Linked DNA regions of Mus musculus: regions 1 and 2 are each linked to region 3. A link is a contact called in public Hi-C and HiChIP or PLAC-seq data. All regions are on one chromosome and are shown on one strand. Each heading gives the region's core, a stretch centred on a gene start, on an enhancer-like site or on the middle of the called end of the contact. The rest is flanking DNA. Distances are from core to core; before and after follow the strand shown.

Region 1 (2,810 bases), core at 288-2,787, 230 kb after region 3:
ACAGGGGAGAACTTGGGAAGTGTGGGTCCCTGGATCATGGAGATGTTACAAGTAAGGAAGGGTCAGGGGTGTCCCCCACACCCATGTGCCGCCCTCACACTACCCACCCTCAGACATTGCCTGCTTCCTGCTCGCCTGGCAACAGTCAGGCTGTTCCCAGGCCGACGCTTAGCTGTTCCTTTCCAGGTGTTGTGGCCACCTTCCCAGGCCCCTCCATGGTTAGCTGTGGACACTCACACACACACACACCGCCGTGTGCATCTCCTGTCCAGTCCTGAGGCTGCCCTGGGGGCCACAGCGACATCCTCCTTCCACTGACCCACAGATGCACTTCACAGTACCCTTGAAGCATCTGTCCACACATAGGATGTGCCATCGTGATTGTGACCCAGCCTTGGTCTGGGAGAACTGTGCAGCCCCCAGCCAGGCCCACCCACTGCCTTTTTTTTTTTCAAAAGGAGGGGCATAGATGACCTCACTGTGGGCTTCAGCATCTCCATCTGTCTAAGTCAGCAGAGATCTCTCTCGTCCTAGTTCACAGGAGCTGCCCCTGAGAGGCTTGGAGGTTTGGGAGTGGATAGTGCAGGAAGTTGCAGGTGCCCCCAGTGTGTCAGCCCCTTTGTCCATCCAGAGGTCTTCCTCCCTTTGGGGCTGTGTGGCCCTAACAGGTGGGCTTTACCCCAGTCCTGTGTGAAGGAGGTTGTGACTTCCTGGGAACGTTCAGCACCCAGGTTTGAGGGCCCAGCAGCCCCTGCATTTGGCTTGCTCAGATCTCGATACAGGTGGCCGCAGGACTGAGAATAGAGCAAAGAGGACTCTACACGTGAGGGGCACGGGAGGAAAACAGCAGGCACAGGATCTGCACCCAGGTCCTGGCCTCTGGCTTCGGGATTCCCTTGCCAGTCCAGGCCCGGGAAGGCACCAGAAAGCAGAAGCAGGAAGCTGCATGCTCTTGTCTTCCTTGCCGGTAATTGGTGGGCCTGAGGGACTATGAATTGGATTCCTGATACACAAACGGTCAGGAGAGTAGCCACAGGCTCACAATGAGGCTAGCCCCTTCCGGTCTCTTCCTCACACTGGAGGCACTTCTTGCCTCTTAATTCTTTAACGGACAACTAACCTGATCAAGATGCCTAAATGGGGTGCGGTGAGGTGGGGATAGACACCGTCCCCTGCAACCGCCAATCCTACAGGCCTAAGCCCGGAGAGACAAGCTTCCGAAGGGACGTGGAATGTATGCAGGCGAGCATGGTGCCCCCGGGGCCACAGTTTATGGAGAACATTTCTGGACTGTTCTGTTACCCCACCACCACCACACAAATTAAACCAAAAATTAAATGTTAGCCACCAATGCTTTAAGCAACTGCAGGAAATGTGGAGTCTTCTTCCCTGCACTGCCCCCATCCCTCTGTGACTGTATCCTAGCACTGTGTCTACTCTTTAGGGACAGCCGGCCAGCCAACTTGGAAGCCCTATTGGGCACAGCTTCCAGAAGTTTGCCAGCCCCCCCCCCCCTTTGTCCCCTTGTCCTTGGGAGAAATTACCATATGAATGTCGTTCCTTCCCAGCGCCTGGGTTGGAGAGGCCCTGGGAGAAGACTGGCTCCCAGGCTGCCGTTCCGGTGTTGGCTGAGGACCATCCACGGCATGCCAGTTTTCCTGGACATCGGTTGTCTACATCCCATAATAGATCTAGCTCAGTCCTGGGTTTGAGAAGAGGTGGAAGAAGAGGCTGCAGGTGTAGGGATCTCAGCTGGGAGGAGGCTGTGGGACCCCCAGCCACTTGGGACCCCGCCCTTGTACCTCCTCATTAACCTGTCCTGAGAAACGTGTTATTCTGGGCCTTCTTGCGATGTTGCTAATTACTGGAGGAATCCAGCGGGCGCGAGGGTATGGGGCAGTGCAGTTACTGTGAATGAATGGCTTGTGGACTGTAGAGAGTTTGGCCTGTCGATGTTCTAGCAGCTCTGATGGTCTGGCTTGAGTCAGGCCTCACTCAGGTCGGGAGTTTCCATTGAGTTCCTGGTTGCATCTCAGACACTAGGTTCACTTTGCAACCTGTGTGAGTCACGCTGGTGTTTGGGCCACCAAAACATGCTGTCTTGTATCCCCCCACCCACCCACTCTGGCTACAAAATATTGAAAGTATCTCAGGAGATGCCACCTGGCAGTGGAGTTTCTTCTAGACAGCATTTAGAGATGGTAGCAAGACCCAGTCCTTGACATGGGCCGTAATAAGCGGTCTGAATGGAACAGAAGTGACATCGCCAGTGGAGGCCCAGGTGAGGGCCCTGTCCTCCGTATCTATATCTGCCCCTCGCTCTGCTCTGTTTGCTCAGTCTGAGCCTGGCATTAGGACAAGATGGAAAAAAGATAGGACTGAAGCCCAGGCAAGGCCAGCCTGGCCCCTAGTTGCATTTGACGCCTGACCTCAGTGGACCCTGATCTGAGTATCCTGGGAAAGTCCTTCCTTCTGTCCCCTTCCTCAGCTCTACATGGCTTCTATAGGTGACAATATCCAGAAATTGTTAAAGTCACATTTGGGTGCCGGGACAGAGATTCATCATGCACACACACACACACACCCCGTACCGAAGAAAGGGAATCGGGGAGTACCTCCAGGCCCCCATTGAGTTATCCAGCCAGGTTCACAGTGACCTCAGATGTTAGAGGCCCTGCTGGCATGAAGAGTCACGGGGTGCACTTACTATAGCCTGTGCAACTTGCTAAAACAGGGAAGCCCACCAGCATAGATTAGCTGTCCTGGGAAGACCGAGGAGCAGGGCAGAGTACAGCAGCAGGGAAAGAATG
Region 2 (3,129 bases), core at 201-2,700, 180 kb after region 3:
ACTGCTAGATTATATATCCTAAGGATCCCAAGAAACCTACAAAGGAGGCTGCCTCCCTCCCCTGCTGTTCTCAGGGGGTATACCATGACGGCTGGACGTGTTGACGACGTTTGGAATTTTGTGTGTGCAGATTTGGGCAAAAAGTCTGTGTGTAGTGGACAGGGCTGTTGGCTCAGTGGCGGAGCACTAGATTGCATTTGAAGCCTTGGGTTGGATCCTTAACATGGCCAAGAGAAAAATAAAAGGGAAAACCCTCTGTTTTAGAGGCTTCTCGAGCATGCAGAGGAAGCGGAGGTAACTTTCTGTTGTTTCTGCTGAGAACGCCACATGCATTTGTGTCCAGCATCAAAGGGTCAGCAGGTTCTTGGCAGTGGTGGGATTTGAACCCAGTGCCTCATGTGTGCCAGGCTCACAGTTCTAACCCCAGCATTAGAGGCCGCCGAGCTCATTATGTAGTAGAAGATAGTACTGCTCCCATCCTCTGCTAGTCTCAGAGGTGTACACACCTCACCCAAGTTTTTAATTTTTACATCTTTCCTTTTGTTTTTTGTTTTTTGTTTTTTTCAAGACAGGGTTTCTCTGTGTAGCCCTGGCTGGCCTCGAACTCAGAAATCTGCCTGCCTCTGCCTCCCAAGTGCTGGGATTAAATGCATGCTCCACCACTGCCCCGCTAATTTTTACATTTTTATTTTATTATTTTTTGAGGCGGTTTCACTATGTAGACCTGGCTGAACTAGAACTCAAATCTGTAGACCAGGCTAGCCTCAAACTCCCAGAAATCTCTTCTTTGCCTCTTGAGCGCTGGAATTAAATGCATGTGTCACCACACCTAGCTAAATTTTATTTACTTATGGTTGTGTGTGTGTGTGTGTGTGTGTGTGTGTCTGTGTCTGTGTCTGTGTGTGTGTGTGTCTGTGTGTGTGGGTGTGGGGGGTATAGACATGTTTGTGCAAGTTTCCTCAGAGGCCAAAGCTGGATTCTGGAGCTGGGGTTATTTGTGAGCTCTTTATTTTATGTATATATGTATATGTATATTTAACTGTCTTCAGACATCAAAAGAGAGTGTCAGATCCCATTACAGATGGTTGTGAGCCACCTTGTGGTTGCTGGGATTTGAACTCAGGACCTCTGGAGCAGCCAGTGCTCTTAACCACTGAGCCATTTCTCCAGCCCCTCATCCAGTATTTTAAGATGTGAAAAGAACCTGGAATGGGGCCTAGACGTGCTCACCTGTCATCCTGAAACTCAGCAGGTTGGGGACTCAGGAGACCTGAGTTTAAGGCTAACCTGAGCTAATGTGAAGACCCTGTCATGAGAAGCTGTATGGACCATCTTACACTGTGTTTGGGCATGTGTGTGTGTGTGTGTGTGTGTGTGTGTGTGTGTGTGTGTGTGTGCTCTCTCGCTCGTGCAGGTGACTGCCATGTGCAACTTGGAAGGGCAAGTTTCTGCATCAGAGGAAGTGTGGGTTTAAAGTTTAACCAGTTCCACCCACATTAACCTCAAGCAGTTACAGCACTTACATTTTTATTTTTATTATTTAAAATTCTGTGTGTATGCATGCGTCTTTGTAGGGCGTGTGCAAGCGAGTGCAGGCGCCCTTGCTAGAGGTCTCTGAACCCCTGGAGCTGGACTTACAGGCAGTTGTGAGCCACCTGGCATGGGTGCTGGGAACATAGCTCAGATCCTCTGGGAGAGCAAGGCTTGCTCTTGACTCCCGAGCCATCTCTCCAGCCTTCGGTACATCATTAAAGCATTTTGAGGGATGGTGAATGGAAAAGCATGTGCTCTCCCCTCATAGTGAGGGGATGGGCGCTGCCCAATGGGTTTGAATTTATTTCTACAGCTTTGTATTGAGCAGATTCATATTCCTACATGAGACAGCTGACTTATCAAGGGGAAATTTTGCTGGCATCTCAGGAGGTTTCCACATCCAGTGGCCTCATGGCTAGGAGCTGGACCACATGCTGGGTGTGCATAGCCATAGCCAGAAAGTCTGCTGATGTAATGCGCCAGGAAGCTGGGACCCAGTGAAGTCCTCCAGTCTCTTTGGAGACCTGTGCCTGGGGTTTTGGGTCCCTTCCCCTCAGCACTCCCTAACAGTATCACCGTGGGGAGCAGATAGTTACAAGCTCCTGGGTCTCTGGGGGACATTTCACCCCAAAACTAAATCGATCTTAGTTACATGTTTTCACGGTGTAGACCAGGCGGGCCTCAAACTTACAGAGATCCTCGTGCCCCCACCTCCATCTCTGCCAGAATGGAAGGTGTGTGTTACCTGTGTGTTTTGTGTGTATGTTCTGTATGTTTGTTACAGCCCAAAGCCCATAGTCCTCTCTTAGCCGGACTGTCAACCCTTTTCTTACTGATTAAAAAAATAGTAATTTTAAAATTAATTATTCTTTTATTTTGTACCTTATGTGTATTTTCCTGTATGCAGATCTGTGCACCATGAGCATGCTTGCTGTACTTGTGCAGACCAGCAGGGGGCACTGTTTTCCCTGGAACCAGCGTTCCAGATCATTGTGAGCTGCCGTGTGGGTGCAGGGAACTGAACCTGGCTCCTCAGCAAGGGCAGCCGGGTTCTTAACCTCTGAGCCACCTCTCCAGCCCTATGGTTCCTTTTCTAAGAGGTTTTTGAGCTGATTGGTGGTGGTCAGACCTTGAGAGGTTCAAGCAGGGAGATTGCCAGTAGTTAGAGACCAACCTGGGCAATAGAGTGAATACTTAAGCTGGCCAGGGCTACCAAGTAAGACCCTCCCTTGGAGAGAGAGAGAGAGAGAGAGAGAGAGAGAGAGAGAGAGAGAGAGAGAGAGAGAGAGAGAGAAGGAGGAAGAGGAGGAGGAGGAGGAGGAGGAGAAGAGGAAGAGGATGGTGATGGTGACGGTGATGTGTGGTATGAGGTTTAAGCCCCCGCCCCCAGAGCTGTAGTGTGTTCTTCCAAGCAGAGAACCTGAAGGCTTGTGTTTGTCTGGCTTCTGATTTTTCCTTTGAGCGTTTGGGTCTCACATCCTGCTGCATTCCAGAATTACAGACAAGCATTTCATCCACATTTTCTTCTAATGTTTCTGTGGTTTTATTTTTATGTACCAGTGTCGTTAATCTGCTGGAATTTATTTCGGTTTGAGC
Region 3 (2,849 bases), core at 99-2,598:
TCTTCCAGTCTCTATTTCCTGTACATTTGTGGTTCATCTATAGGTTTGTCAGAATGGTGTGTTCTGGATAAGATCATCTCAATGGGTGCTGCCATTCACTCCTACCAGGAGCTCATGTTTGTCTTTCTTTCTTTCTTTCTTTCTTTCTTTCTTTCTTTCTTCCTTTCTCTCTCTCTCTCTCTCTCTCTCTCTCTCTCTCTCTCTCTCTCTCCCTTTCTTTCTGATACAGGGTTTCTCCGCGTAGCCCCTGGCTGTCCTGGAACTCACTCTGTAGACCAGCCTGGCCTCGAACTCAGAAATCTGCCTGCCTCAGCCTCCCAAGTGCTGGGATTAAAGGCACCACTGCCCAGCTCCCACAGCATCTTTTAAAGGTGAATGTGATCCCTACACGTGGACATAAGTCATCAGCAGCCTGAGTAGCGCGGGTAGCAGTGCTGGAAAATGACGGTTTGAGTTGGAAATAAAGTGTGATCGAGCAATGAATGATATGTTTGTGTGGTGGGTAAACAGGTCCTGAAGGAAATTCCCAAACTCTTGTGTGCAAGTACAGCCATCCGGGGTGACTAATGTGAACGGAACAACAGTGACACTGATGGAGAAATTGTGTGTTGCTTCTAAAACTAGCTTTTCTGTGTGGGTGGATGCGCCAGGTGTCCGCTTATTGTCACCCGCCCGTCTTCAGGACCCCTAAATGTCTCCGTGTGTGGCTCTTAAATTTTAAAGTTGGAGACGCTGAAACGCAAGGCACACCTAGCACCCCACTTGAGGTCCCTCCCCTTAGAGCCATCCCACAGCCAGACATTCCCCAACCATCTGGACGTGTTGACAAGGGTGCTTGGGTTACACCCATCTCCTCCCCACCCTGTTCGCTCCATCACCATTACTAGGCCAGAATGCAATCAGACACTATAGCAGTGCAGGAAAAAAAAGAGGAAGCCCACGAGGAAGCACAGACGGCGCAAGCGCGCAGCATTCAAGCTGGAGGGCCGGCTTAGCTGACATTCCGTAGAGGTCCCAGTTCCCGCTCCGGCTGGAGTGCGCATTTGAATCTTTTCTGGGGTCTGTGGCTGCTAACTGCGAAGCCTCGCCCGCCGCCACGGCCCTTCCCCCTTCCCACTGACGCCAAGAGAAGGAGCCTCTGGGGCTCGCTCCGAGTCCTGGCAGACCAAGTCCTGAGCCCCTCCTACGCACGCGCAGATCTGTAACTCGCGCCGGCGCAGTACGGCCCTTAGCCAGCCCGGCGGCCGCCCCTCCCCCTCCCTAGCAACCGCCTCCTGCTCCTTCCCCCGCCCCCTCGGCCTGGTGTGCGCACGCGCGCCTCTTCCGGGCTGGCCCCTCCCTCCCCGTCACCCGTAACAACCACTCGAGCCCTCGCCGCGCCCCTCGGCCCTCCCGCCCCGGCCCCTGTCCCCGGAACCGGCGGTCGAGCGGCGGCAGCCGAGCCTGTGGCACGGCTCTCTCTTCGGGGAGCCGCCGGCATGAACGCATCCCGCCACCGCGCCGCGTCCCCGACCCGGTCCTTCTGACAAGAGGTAAGCTCGCGTCGTCGTGGAGGGTAGGAGCGCGCCCGGGTGTCAGTCCCTGGCAGGGTCCCTCTGCTGCGACGGCCCGGGGCGCTCGCCATCTCGGAGACTGCGGAGCCAGCCGGGTCCCTCCGCCGCCGCCGCCCCCTCCGTCCAGCCCCGGCCTGCAGGGAGGCGCTCCCCCGGGGCCGACCCTGGGCTGATTTTCAAATACCAATTATCATGCAACAGAGGCAGCCCCGGCCTCCTGTGCCATTTGGCGGTGGTCACTCCGGATGCCCGCGCAGGGCGTGGATCTGGACCAGACCTCCCCAAGCCAAGATCTGGCCCAAGTTCAGGGAGCTGGCGAGCAAGCTGGTCCTTCAGTGTAGTCACTTGGTTAAGAGTTTCTTAATAAAGGCATCACGCAGTGCTTGCATCTTCTCTCCTACCCGTCAGCACCCGGTAATCATCCTCCTTTTATTTGAGAGATACCCGAAAACTAATTTTCTCAATTAAAAAAATATAAACGATTCTTAGTCTCCCCTCCGCGCACCGGCGTTGTAAGGTTTACGAGAGTGAATGGAACGCGGTCTCTGCGCTCCAGGACGCGTCAGCGCCTGAATCGAGATTAATGAAGGCTTGAGTTTGGAGAACCGAGGAGTCTGGTTTGAGAGCTGGGAGTGTAAGATCGTCTCACACAGATGGAATCAGGAAAGGCGAACGGCATGCTTGAGGTCACCCAGAGTTATTAGCCATTGTAGTTTTCCAACTGTTGGAAGGTGGTTTTCCAACGTAACCTGCTCCTTCCGAGTGCTATGCCAAGCAAACATACCAGAGAAAGTTCCAGACCTGTTTAAAGCAATGTAAACATTGTAGAAGTGCAGCTCTAGATAGCAATCCTCTGAAGTCTATCAGCGTAGGGGTTTTTTGTTTGCTTTTTTAAACACCTGTAATTTGGGATACCGAGATACTGGGTTTTGAACTTTTGAATGTCTTTTGACTGTATCTAGGTAAAATAACATCCTTATTGATTGAGCCCCAGTGGGACTACTGGGCTCACTGGACTTTCTTTCCTTTTTATATTTCTGTTTGTTTTTCTCCTCCTTTAAGTAGGTGAGCAAAAGGTTCTAGATGACTCTGAACACACAAGGGTGTTTGCCCAGAAAGCCGCCCTTGCCAGCACCCGAGTGATTCTGTATGCAAAGCAAGGTTCCTTGACCTCAGACTTGAGCATGTAATTGATTGCCTTGCGGTTCTCGGGTTCTCGGCTTCAGGAGGCTGGAGGGTTTTGGAACCCCTTAGCTGGAGCTGGGCAGCCTCCCTGCTGTTTGTAGACAGTCTCTG

Evidence for each region. Hi-C and Micro-C count contacts between places; a contact is called where the count stands out from the background. HiChIP or PLAC-seq counts read pairs in DNA pulled down with a chosen protein or histone mark.
Region 1: an H3K27ac HiChIP or PLAC-seq map of embryonic stem cells shows a contact between it and region 3, with 2.3 times the contacts expected there. The contact joins the enhancer-like site here to the promoter of Sec14l1 in region 3. A contact is called at or near these places in 1 of 39 promoter capture datasets (embryonic stem cells), 2 of 484 Hi-C or Micro-C datasets (the G1E-ER4 cell line and Sertoli cells), 12 of 115 datasets of contacts at active chromatin or transcription factors (the SCID.adh cell line, VIP interneurons, bone marrow-derived macrophages and 6 more) and 1 of 9 other capture datasets (adipose tissue).
Region 2: a contact with region 3 is called in a Hi-C map of regulatory T cells, with 2.6 times the contacts expected there. The contact joins the enhancer-like site here to the promoter of Sec14l1 in region 3. A contact is called at or near these places in 2 of 484 Hi-C or Micro-C datasets (embryonic stem cells and regulatory T cells) and 4 of 115 datasets of contacts at active chromatin or transcription factors (embryonic stem cells, memory CD8 T cells and pancreatic cancer cells).

Annotation. Positions count from the first base shown.
Region 1 is chr11:117,339,899-117,342,708 of GRCm38.p6, forward strand. The region is part of intron 2 of Septin9 (septin 9); the gene reads left to right. Among named protein-coding and RNA genes, the nearest start is that of Gm51932, 5.7 kb to the left of the region's middle. Within about 2 kb of position 1,538, at least 34 of the 459 cell types and tissues checked have an H3K27ac peak or open chromatin away from gene starts, as enhancers often do. A contact at or near this core is called in embryonic stem cells, where this site is marked.
Region 2 is chr11:117,298,496-117,301,624 of GRCm38.p6, forward strand. All of the region lies in intron 2 of Septin9 (septin 9), which reads left to right. Among named protein-coding and RNA genes, the nearest start is that of Gm34065, 27 kb to the right of the region's middle. Within about 2 kb of position 1,451, at least 11 of the 459 cell types and tissues checked have an H3K27ac peak or open chromatin away from gene starts, as enhancers often do. A contact at or near this core is called in regulatory T cells, where this site is marked.
Region 3 is chr11:117,113,820-117,116,668 of GRCm38.p6, forward strand. Sec14l1 (SEC14-like lipid binding 1) reads left to right here and starts at 1,349. Exons shown (of 16, transcript NM_001166506.2): 1 at 1,349-1,532.